3 separate regions of the Gossypium hirsutum genome follow, and all the other regions are linked to region 2. The links are chromatin contacts, called in public Hi-C maps. All regions are on one chromosome and are shown on one strand. Each heading gives the region's core, a stretch centred on a gene start, on an enhancer-like site or on the middle of the called end of the contact. The rest is flanking DNA. Distances are from core to core; before and after follow the strand shown.

The links. Hi-C and Micro-C count contacts between places; a contact is called where the count stands out from the background.
Region 1: a Hi-C map of hypocotyl shows a contact between it and region 2, with 1.8 times the contacts expected there. The contact joins the promoter of LOC107954299 here to the promoter of LOC107954293 in region 2. A contact is called at or near these places in 4 of 34 Hi-C or Micro-C datasets (hypocotyl, leaf and seedling).
Region 3: a contact with region 2 is called in a Hi-C map of leaf, with 2.8 times the contacts expected there. The contact joins the promoter of LOC107954298 here to the promoter of LOC107954293 in region 2. A contact is called at or near these places in 11 of 34 Hi-C or Micro-C datasets (anther, callus, hypocotyl and 3 more).

Annotation. Positions count from the first base shown.
Region 1 is chrD07:19,191,174-19,195,203 of Gossypium_hirsutum_v2.1, forward strand. It overlaps LOC107954299 (zinc finger CCCH domain-containing protein 55), which reads right to left and starts at 2,289. Exons shown (of 8, transcript XM_016889811.2): 1 at 1,115-2,289; 2 at 415-588. The coding sequence starts at 2,001.
Region 2 is chrD07:19,389,065-19,393,113 of Gossypium_hirsutum_v2.1, forward strand. LOC107954293 (phenylacetaldehyde reductase) reads left to right here and starts at 1,398. Exons shown (of 6, transcript XM_016889807.2): 1 at 1,398-1,752; 2 at 1,831-2,000; 3 at 2,097-2,288; 4 at 2,881-3,043; 5 at 3,205-3,391; 6 at 3,556-3,864. The coding sequence starts at 1,632. The coding sequence ends at 3,712. It overlaps LOC107954292 (sulfite reductase [ferredoxin], chloroplastic), which reads right to left. Exons shown (of 8, transcript XM_041096612.1): 8 at 3,834-4,049. It also overlaps the pseudogene LOC107956056.
Region 3 is chrD07:19,240,393-19,244,446 of Gossypium_hirsutum_v2.1, forward strand. LOC107954298 (protein AE7) reads left to right here and starts at 2,319. Exons shown (of 6, transcript XM_016889810.2): 1 at 2,319-2,541; 2 at 2,613-2,741; 3 at 2,914-3,019; 4 at 3,111-3,210. The coding sequence starts at 2,618.

The sequences.
Region 1 (4,030 bases), core at 1,039-3,538, 200 kb before region 2:
ATACAGTTCAACTGTCCTTGCACATGAAGGGGAAAAACTGAAAACATTAGAAGTTAAAGGTCAATCTTCTTTTAGCATGTAATATTACTTATACAACAATTAAAAGCTGAATTCTTCGCCCCTTAACATTTTAACTTTACATTATCCTGTGATGTGTGGCAAATACTACAGTAATTGTAGATTCTACCACAAACATAGTGGTCACGGATCCAAGAAGGCACCAGTTAAACATCATTGTAAGGATGCCAACTAGTTATTAACTAAATTGCAACATCAACACTAAAATCCATGGACTGAGGGAAAAATGTCCAAATGTAGCTTCCCACTAACATGCACAGGGACTGAGGAGAAATCATAATCTACGTATTTAATAAGTTAATAAAATTCCTGACTATTTCTCAATGCAATAGATACCTGAAATAGTTAGAAACATCTTCATCTTTAAATGTACTATCAGCTGGAAAAGTCAGGTAAATCTGTTTTGAAGCTGAGTTAGCCTTTTCTGCTAATCCCATTGCGAAAAACTCCCTCTCAGCTCGGCCCTGGGGAAACTTGCAAATTTCTTCACCGAACATCAATGCAGCAGCTCTGCAACATTACAATGAGCCAAATGAAAAATATTTATTTAATTTAGCACAAAGGAAGAACACTTAAATGATCATGCTATGGCTTTTTAAATAACCAGTACTCCCACCAAAATAAGACCAACAATTATCCTATAAATAGAAAACCCCCATGCTAAGGCAAACTCAAACTAATGAACTTTACCATCACGTCAATAAAAAACAAAGACAAAAGCCAAATAGATGTCTCTACTGTTTATCACAGAAAGTGTAAACCACAAACAATTAAATAAATAAAAATTCTTAAAGTAAACTACTTCATAGTAACAAATCCACGAAAGAAACACCAAATAGATAATATGTAAATAAATTCCGAATTAATTTTATGTAAAACCATAACAAAACCTTGTTAAGGATTCCATAGCCAACAAGATAAGCCCAAGGTTAGAACAAAAATTAAGAACCTTAGACAGAATATAGCCCCCCCCCCAACCCACCAAAAAAATATAGAGTCAGAAAGCAGGAAACAAAATTGGGAATCTTTAATACACCTCTGGGCCTCAGTTTGCTGTTGCAACAGAAGATTCATTTTTTTTTCATAAGGCAATGGAGAAGAAACACCAGCCACCAACTGAGCAGCAGCGAATCTTTGCTGATGAGCAGCTGCTCTCATTCTCATCATTTCCTCCTGCTGGTGATAAAGAAGGTCCATTTTACTAGGTGAACCAAAAACAACACCATTAATATCAACATTATCAGCTAAACCACCAAGGCCATGCGAGAACTTGCAATTATCACCGTTCTTACAAAAGCCTCTAGCAAAATAAAGACAAGGCTTGTAACCACCCACAAGACCACCAAATCCGCCGGCTTCTTCAACTGTTCCGAAACATGCATCACTTTCTGAAAAACTCCTTCTATGGCCAATAAAGTCCTCATTCCTAGAAGAGGAAGAATCATTCAAAAATGAAAAATAGTCACTCATTTGATTCTCATCGATTAAATCAGTACTGCTATCCCCAGTCTTTGAAGTAACTAAGAGAGACCCAGAGCGGATATTTTCATAAGAAAGAAAGGGACTTGATTTTGGGCTACTAGCAGGAGACCATGAAGGTACCTTCTTCGAAAATTCTAAGAACCCATTTCTCGGAATGATACTGGGAGACAATGGAGGAAGTGGGTTTTGGGAATTGTTAGAGCTGTTGGGTCTTGAGATTGGGTTCAACTGAGTAGAGAAAGTACTTGAAGAAAGTCCTAAGTGAGCTTTAGCTTTGAAAACAAGGGACTGTAAAAGGGTTTCAGGACCAAAGGCTAAACGCAACAAATCCATGTCTGCTAAGTCCTGGATAAGGATGTAACCCATGATTTTAGAAGCATTTTCTGGGTCTAAAACCTTGATTTTACCGAACAAAATGTTGGTTGTATCACAAAGATCCATGGAGGCTTTACAGTTTTCTCTCGTTTTTTGTTTGTTTGGTATGAGAGAAACTGTGAAGTTCGGATTTTTTTTTTTTCACTTAGAAAACAGACAGTAGAGAGAAGAAAGAGAAAAGAGAGTGAAAAGGAAGTGGCGTTTGTGGGTGGGTTTTTGGGGTTTTCGATGTTTTGTTTTCTTTTTTCCTTTTTATTTTTCAAAAAGACTTGGCTAATTAAAAATTTTAAATGGAATGAAAAACAGAGGTAGAGTGGGATAGGAAAATGAGCAGAGAGGGTTTTGAAGTGAAGCAATGAGCGGGCTTTACCTATCCTATAAATATATACTACAAATAATATACAATAAATAATAAAATTTATAATTATAAACTAATTAATAATAATAACTTATAAAATATGTACAATATTAAAATTAAAAAAATTAATTAAATTGTTTATGTGTTGTCATTAATCTTGAGTCGATATCGAGTTAACTTGTGATATTGACTCAATCAAATATATTATATATATACAATTGATGGAAGTAAGAATGTATGCATAATAAATTAATCAAAATAAAGTTTTAGTTGAATTGTAAATTATTATTATTTTTAATGCAATTGATTCGGGTTCAAATTTCATCATTTGCATATTTTATTGTTTTTTTTAAAATAAAAAGATCACTCGAGTAATATAACTTATTTTAATTACAGAACGACATTTACATAATTTTCCTAACTGAGGTGGTGACCCAGTTGAGGGTGACCCAACTCAGTTAAGAGCTTAAATAATAGTATAGATAAAAAAACTTATTTAAATAAAATCGATAAAAAAATTTGTTAGGGATCGACCCGATTAAGCAACGAACAAGTAAAAATAACAGAAGAAATTGAGAAATTGAATACAAAAATTTAACGTGGAAAAACCCCTCCAAAGAGAATAAAAAATCACGAGCAAAGATAATTTTACTATAATGGCAAAAGAACGAAGAGTGCAAAAGATGGAGATAAAAACTAAACCCCGAAAACTCAAAAAACCGAAAACAAAAAACCTTAAAATTTAAACACAAAATTCTCTAAAAGTGTTATGAGTTCTAATATCTAATGAATGTTTTTTTTAAGGTTGTAAAAGTGCCTATTTTTGGAAGACTTCTAGCCTTCGACTTGTACACTGTCAAATCAAAACTAACCTGGGTCTGATTTTTATGAACACAATGCCCTAACTTTTCAAACTTACATCCAAAAGAGAACCTCTCTTTAATGAAACGGTCATACCTTTTTCCCTCATATAACCAAGTTGTCTCCACTCCAAACGAGTTGACTTCGACTTCGTAACGAACGAGGGACATTTGATTTCACCGGTCACTGTAGAACCTTCCAGAGTATAAAGACTGCCGGTTAGTTTACCTTTTAATAAAACGAGAGCTCCACGAGATACCTTAACGTCGCTCGACTCGATGTTGATTCTACATTCTTTCGAGTCTAAAATACTCAAGGAGATTAGATTCTTTCGTAAATCAAGTACATACCTGACATCTGAGAGTGTTCTAATTGTCTCATCGTGCATCCTAATTTTAACAGTACCAATACCAATTAGGTTACTGGATGAATTGTTTCCCATTCGCACAACTACAGCTTCAACTGAACAGTATGTGGAGAAACATTCTCTATTGGGACATATGTGGAAAGAACATCCCGAATCTAGGATCCACTCGGACGTAAGCTCAGAGCTTTCACTTATTGACACTAACAAGAAATCATCACCACTTTCATCGGCCAAATTAGCACCAACTACATCTTCCTCGTTACTCTTAGCAATCCTTTTATTTCGCAGTTTAGAACAATCTTCTTTGACATGACCTAACTTCTTACAATATCGACACCTTTTGTCTCGCTTCTTTGATGCTACCAAAATGGAAGCTTGCCTGTCTGCCTTGCTATCCGAACCAAATTCATTGTCGAGTTTGTCTCTACTCAACAAATGATCCTTCACATCTTTGAACGAGGTTTTGTCTTTGCCATAAATTAGGGTCTCCCTGAAAGACTTGTATGAAA
Region 2 (4,049 bases), core at 148-2,647:
GTGCCAACATATCAGGTGTCAAAGGAAAAAGCAAAAAGCTTGGGTATAGAATTCATTCCTTTGGATGTCAGCCTCAAGAAAACAGTTGAAAGCTTGAAGGAGAAGGGATTTGTCCATTTGACCTCTCTTTATTAGCTTCTTCTACACGCTATTATAATACATATATTAACGTTGTTTTTGGTTTTGATGTCACACTTTTCTTGTTTTCGTTTTACTTGAATGGAGAATTGTGGAAAGAACTGATATAATCAGCTATATTTTCCAGGTTCAATCCTTTCTAGTTTTATAGTTCAGTGTTTTGAAATTACCTTACAATTGCTCTGGAAAAACCTAATAACTGGATACACATCAGAACCTGATGTGAATACCATTGAGTAGTTAAGAATGGTTGCAACATTACATATTGACTAAAGATAATCCGGGGAAGTTCTGAAAACACTTTCATATAATTCCCTTTTGATCTAAACTTTATTTAGTAGTAATCATTCTTTAAGTCCATTAATTGAAATTGTTGAGTTGGCTTCGAAAGAGTATAGCATTTGTTCAATAAGAAACTAAACTTGGTTTCTTACCTAAAAGTTTAACAATTATTGTCCTCCATTAGATCATGAACCCAATCAGGAAACTATATGAATGGAATTTCATCTTCAGAACTAGTTAACATATCACTATTTAAAAGTTTGGTATCATTGTAATAAATAAAATCACCTATTATCTATGGCATACTTGAAGACCTAACTAATTTCTCTTTAAATCACATTTAAGGGCTTTTGGAATCCTTTAAGACCATTATATCATGGTTAGAGAGATCTTCCACCTTCACCCCAACTTTCTTTATGACTCTCCTCCCAATTAATTGCATAGAAGGAGTGCCTTGATTCCTACTTTTGCATAATGACACAAAGAGCATAGGTTTTTTTTAAAAAAAAATTTATAATCTGCCAATAATCTTTGAAGAATATATATAAGCTAATAAAATTTAAAATTCTTTATTATTTTTATTGGTAAAAATAAATTTATATTTTAATTTTAATTTTAATTTTAATTTTAAAACCTTTAATTTAAATTAAAATTTCCTTCCCAACCTCTCATCCAAATACACTCTAAAAAAATTTAAATATATAAAAAAAAACACACACACTTGAAGCCTTAACTCATAGGATGGGCCTAGAAGGCTAGGCCCATTGCAATAAATAATGGGCTGTGATACAACATTTCTTATCAAATATAGTAAAAACAGATAGATTAAATCATTGGTGAAATGACAAAAATTAATTTGGTTTACCGTTGAGATTAAGTTTAAATTGGATTTAATTTCATACACTTGTTAGTAAAAGATTAAATAATAGCGCAGGCGAACATTTTTATATAATAAAGTTGATACTAAATTAAATAATGTGGCTTTTATTGAAATATATACGAGTTCTATTATCTAGATTCGGCCCGATATGATAAAAGATTCCATGCGTTTAACACGTAAAAGCTCTTTCAAGCAAATGTGATCTCTACATTTGGTTGATAGAAGAAACTCAACACTAAAATAAAGAGAAGGAAACAAAGATAAGGACATGCAATTGACAGCCACAGAATAGAGCAAAAATCACCAAAAATAGATAAGTAAAGGGAGGAAAATGAGCAGCGGCGCAGGAAAAACCGTGTGTGTAACCGGAGCCTCTGGCTACATCGCGTCATGGCTTGTTAAGCAGCTTCTACTTCGTGGTTACACTGTCAAAGCCTCTGTTCGTGACCCAAGTCTGTTCCTTTTTCATGCTTTTTTTTTTTTGTTGCTTTACTCATTGTTGCTCTTACTTACAAGTGATATTTCATTAGATGATCCAAGGAAGACACGACACTTGCTTGGACTTGAGGGTGCTGAGGGCAGGCTCAAGTTGTTCAAAGCAGACCTATTGGAACAAGGTTCCTTTGATTCTGTGGTTGAAGGTTGTGTAGGTGTTTTCCACACTGCATCTCCCTTCTATCACGATGTCCTTGACCCACAGGTTGACCCTTACATCCTTGATCTACATTGAATATACCCCTTCTCTTTCCACCCTATATACAATCAAGGTTATGAATTTTGTTTATCATGATATCAGGCAGAATTACTCGATCCCGCTGTGAAGGGAACACTGAATGTTTTGAGCTCATGCGCTAAGACCCCTTCCGTTAAACGAGTGGTATTGACATCTTCTATAGCTGCAGTCGCATATAACGGAAAACCTCAAACTCCCGATGTTGTGGTTGACGAGAATTGGTTTAGCGATCCTGATTACTGTAACGGCTTAAAGGTGCATATGTCTTCAATCCCATCTGCTGAATGTTGTGTTTTCTTTTACAACTTCAACCTGTTATATTGAAATAATTATGGAAATTTGAGCAAGAAAAGGATTGTATACTGATGCCAATAGTTTTGTTGTTGAACAAATAAGAATACGATCATGAAGAATCAAGATAAGTTTTTCAGAATTTCACATTTGGTTTCATAATATCTTAATCCATGCTTGATGATTGGTGGTCCAACTTGTATCAAACGTGAACTTTATCCAGTTTATGAACTCTTAAACCTATATGCTTGCTCTATCATATTACTAGAATGGATGCCAATCCTATCACTTCTGCAGATTTCGAGTCTCAGATATTTGAGTTTGAGTACACGTTATGGAACAAATTTTGCAAGGCTGCATAACCGGCTAGTTGTTGCCTTGTTGCTGCTATAATTTGCATTACATTTCTATGTTTGTGAACTATACAATTTGTTCATGCTACAGCCCCTAACATTTAAGTGAGTGATAAGTTTATCTATGTAAATTAATGCTGAAAATTTGTCCTCTTTTTACTTAATGTTTTGTTTTTTCTGGTTATTATTTATTTTTAATTCAGCTATGGTACGTAGTCTCAAAAACAATGGCCGAGGATTCTGCCTGGAAATTTTCAAAGGAGAAGGGCATTGATATGGTTGCCATAAACCCTGCAATGGTGATTGGCCCTCTTTTACAGCCAATACTTAACACCAGTGCTGCAGCAATTTTAAACTTGATTAAAGGTATTTTAGGCCACTATTTTCTTTCTCCGTTTAGACATTGTTGTTCACATCATATATGGCGGTAAGTATTTTCTAACTCAGTGGTGGAGAAAATTAATTTAAACAAGGAAAATTACAAAGACAACTTCTGTTCACGATCTTTCTGTTGTTTGATTGTGCAGGAGCAGAAACTTTTCCCAATGCAACTTTTGGTTGGGTGAATGTTAAGGATGTTGCAACTGCACATATCCAGGCATTTGAGATTCCATCAGCTAGTGGTAGATATTGTTTAGTTGAGAGGGTTGTACATTACTCAGAAATTGTCAACATCTTACACCAACTCTATCCTTCTTTGCAACTTCCACAAAAGTAAGTCATTAACTTCCGATCCAATCCGAACACTTGATATCAACCCGCCATGATTTGTTATTTCTGTTTTTAATCTAAAATGATATCTTGCGTGTTATGTTACATGCTGGAGGTTGGGATGTATACTTAAGCAGCGGTGATTTGATAAAAAAAAAAATTGACAGATGTGCAGGTGACAAGCCGTATGTGCCAACATATCAGGTGTCGAAGGAAAAAGCAAAAAGCTTGGGTATAGAATTCATTCCTTTGGATGTCAGCCTCAAGGAAACAGTTGAAAGCTTGAAGGAGAAGGGATTTGTCCATTTGTCCTCTCTTTATTAGCTTCTTCTACACGCTATTATAATACATATATTAGCGTTGTTTCTGGTTTTGATGTCACACTTTTCTTGTTTTCGTTTTACTTGAATGGATAATTGTGGAAAGAACTGTGTAATCAGCTATGTTATCCAGGTTCAATCCTTCCTAGTTTTATAGCTCAGTGTTTTGAAATTGCCTTACAATTCCTGCGCAGTCCAGAAGAAATATCTAAAGGCACAATACTACAACACTGGGAATTGTATTTTTTAAAGCAAATTCGAGGAACTACTCCTGAATATAGAGAATCCAGATCCTGTATAATGCCTAATCCAATACCAAAACTGGAATACAAAATGATTTC
Region 3 (4,054 bases), core at 1,069-3,568, 150 kb before region 2:
GCATTATCAAGTCATAATGTTTTGGTCACTCTCCTGTTAATAGCAATTGCAACCTTAATGGAAGTGTGATGTGGCATTTTAATTTCAAGGTTTAATATCTAATTTAACCCATGAACTATAGTTAACGTATTCAATTTAATACTTTTATAACTTTTTTAACACTAATTCTAAAAACAATTATAGAAAACTGTAAAAATATAAAAATATCTTTAAAAAATCTGGAAATTCATATTTTTGAAATTATAAAATATTTTTACAATTATCTTTATGTAAAAAATTTAAAAATCATAAAATTCAATAAAAGTTCTATAAAAAATTATCTAAAATCTAAAAATATATAAGTTGCAAAAATGATAAAAAAATTATTTTAAATCCTCTTTACCATTGGTTTCAGAACTGGACCGAGTAATCGAATTGGCTGAATCTAGAATCAATCAACAAACCAATCAAGAATAAGGAGTTGGATCAGTTGACGCACAAACCGGTTGAACTGGCTGGTTGGACTCGTAGAATTGATTCGATTTTCTTTTTTAATTTATTTTAATTTTTAATAATCCATTCAATTGAATCAAATGAACCAATCGATTCGAAAATTAATGGTTAACTGATTCGACCATCAGTCTAATTATGAAATCCGTGTCGTTTATAACAAATTATAACAAAAGAGCATTTTCACACCAATTTTAATTATTCTAAACAAATTACAACAAACTATTAACTAATTAAAATATTATAATAATTCCTCCATTCATGTCCTCCAGTCAAGCTCATTTTGTATAGTGCTTGGTTAGAATTTCGAGTATCAAAGTCTTATTTTATTGAAGTCCACGAAGAGTGAAATGCTTAAAATTTGGCTAATAAGAATTACAAGTGAACATGTCTTGCTATAATCGAAATAAAAGTGGTATGTGCTAAGTGTTTATTATTGTAAATGAAATGACTATAAATATATTATGTGATTAAATGAACACGTAACTTAGTCAAATGTGAAATTTTTAAAACAAAGAGTTAATAAAGTTCAAAGCATAAAAGCTATTTTGAACACTTAGAATATTTTAGACTCATTTCTCTAACATCTACAAAACTTTTAAAAGTCAAATCATCCCATCTTAACCATTTCAGTTTGATTATTTGGGTTAATAGAAATGAATAATTGATGGAACACATGTGAATCTAAAAGTGAGTGAAGAAGAGAATAAATGAATGCTTAATACATGAGAAAAATTATTAATATGTTGGTAAGCATATAAAGTGATTAATGATTTGAAAACATTCTTGGATGTCTTGAGCCATAATGAATGAATTTTTAAGTAAAGAGAATTTAAGCTTTTTTTGACTAATGACCTATAACATGTGTAATTTTATAATTGGAATAAGACTCAAAATAAGTTAGAAGAATTAGTAAATTAGGGAAATCTTAATGTGCTTACTAAGCTCTACGAGTTTAATGCGTTAATGGTTTAAAACACATAGGTCTAAAACTTATCGACAAGTTTAAACTTTAATTTGGGAGCATCGTGTCATTGATTGTGATTTTAAAATTTATAATCCAATAATTGATTCTACTTGGCATTAAACTATGGCATGTGTATAAAGACTTAATTTGGTTTAAAGTTAATTTAGTTTGAATTTTAGAGTTCCAAATCATTTCGAAAACAAATGAAATCAATATGGGTTCAAAATACCCAACTCAAGTACAACAAGTTAGAGTTTCTAATTTGTTTTTCGAATCTCATAAAGAGAAGAACAAAAATTTAAGATTGCATCTCAATCAAAAGATAATTATGGTTGGAACTGCTGAAACGATTTTTTTCATGTTCTTAATCATCTGAAAACAAAGATGATTGGAAAAAATTTCTCTCGTTAACCAATTATTCTTACCATAAATTCTAAAAATGAAATTGCTTTTATTTTTTTAATCATTGGGTAACAAGTTCTTTTTAAATGTAAGTAAGATATGAACAAAATATATAAGAGTATGAAAATTTAAAAACCTAAATGAAAAAAAAAGTTACATTATTAAAGAGAAAGCAGTTAAAGAGATATTTGTATTTTAGAATATTAAATAAATTAATTTAATCCCTATATTAAAAGGAATAAAATAAAATAAAATAAAAATAGGTTTAAAATTATTGTTTTAAAAAATATCATTTAACAAAATTAATATTTTTAAAAGTGAAAATTTTTATTTGAGATCCAACTATAATTAAAAAATATAATTTTAAGAATATTTTTTATATAATAAATATTAACTCTAATGTAATTTAAATTTATTTAATTTTTTAGATAATATAGGGATTAAATTGATTTTGGAATGATAGTCCCACGGCGACGGGGAACTCTCATGAACGTTTGCCTTTATTAAACCCTAATGTTTTGCTCCTTTATTTGAGAATTCTTCTCTTTCTTTTATCATCATCTTTCTCCTACCATCGTCCATCTCTTCTCTCTCTCGTCTCTGCAAATCAATTGTGTTTTTCTTCCCTTCTCCCACCGCCGTGTCCGCTGGTTTTTCCCGGATCCGACCCGTATCCGACACGGGTAAGTCACCCCCAAATTGCCGAGTTCGGGTAACGAAGGTTGAAATTAACAATTTTCTTTGATTGATTCAGAAATTATGGTGTCTGGTTTAATAAATGCAAACCCTATTGTGTACGAGAAGAAAGAGCGGCGGGTTCGTAACGAAGCAGCTGTACCTGATGAATACGCTGTTGAACCTATTGACCAACTAGAAATTTTTTATATCCTCTTTTTTGTTTTTTTTAATCGCTCTATTGTTTATTAGTTCCTTTTAGTTTATGCAACTTATTGTTATCGTTCTGTGTAAAGAATCTCCATCAATTGAGTTAATGCTTTCCATATTTACATCATATTATGGGGAGCAAGTTATTTTGATTTTCTTAACATTCTTAAATCATATTAGAGATATAAAGGATCCTGAACATCCCTATTCTTTGGAAGAGCTTAAAGTAATAACTGAAGATGCTATTGAAGTTGATAACGAGCGAAGTTATGTTAGGTACGATGATCAAATTATCTCTTATTCTCGCTTTTTATCTGTCATATCAGTTTAAGCAAATCTTTTTCTTATTCATTTGTTCCTTATTCAGGGTCACATTTACTCCTACGGTTGAACATTGTAGTATGGCTACGGTTATTGGTCTTTGCTTGAGAGTCAAACTTATGAGGAGTCTTCCTTCTCGCTACAAGGTATTGCCTTTTTTATGTTTTGAGCTAACATGTCATTTCTAGTGCTGTATGAGTTATGTAAAGTCAATCTTTGTTTCCTTGTTTTGCATTGGTTAAGAGCTTAGTTGAAACAATGTTTGGTGCCCTTGATTTAAAGTTTTGGATGGTAGAAAATTGGGAAGAAGAAAGTGGAATATTAGTAATTTGCTGGATTTGTTCCCTGAAATGGAAAGTAAATCATTACTTCTATTGTTGAATACCTGAAAATTTGTTTATCATTTCGTCCATCTTGATAACTGAAGTCTGAGACCTAAAATTTTGAATTCTATCTTATTAGATATGATACATTGATCTGAGCTTCTTGTTTTGCTTCAGAAATATCACTAACTACTAAGATTCCTTTGGGGTTTTCTTCCATGAGCTTATTGATACTTTTAAGTTTGCTGCTGGACTAGTTTGTGACTGAATTTTGTTGTAAACGGAGCGGGAAACTCTGACTTGATCTTTTGCTGAATATGGTGATTTGTGAAGCCCTTTGCTCATTCTTTTATACTGCCCACGTGTGGGGCCTTATCATTGCAATCATATACCTCAACTGATGGTTAAATGGTTCAAATATGATGAGATGTCAAGTAAATGAATTGATTAATGACAAGTTCTTAACAATTTCCTATAGGAAAAACCCTGTTTCACAAAGTTGTCTGCATCTGCATGTTTTGTTCATTAACAATCCCATTGAACAATATGGAGTTCTTAGTTCCTATAGATTATGTTTGGGTATTCTATTGATCATATAAATTATATATGGTTCTTATTCAGCAGATTCTCTTTTCAAATTCTTGCCATCTTTTTCTGACTCTCCCTT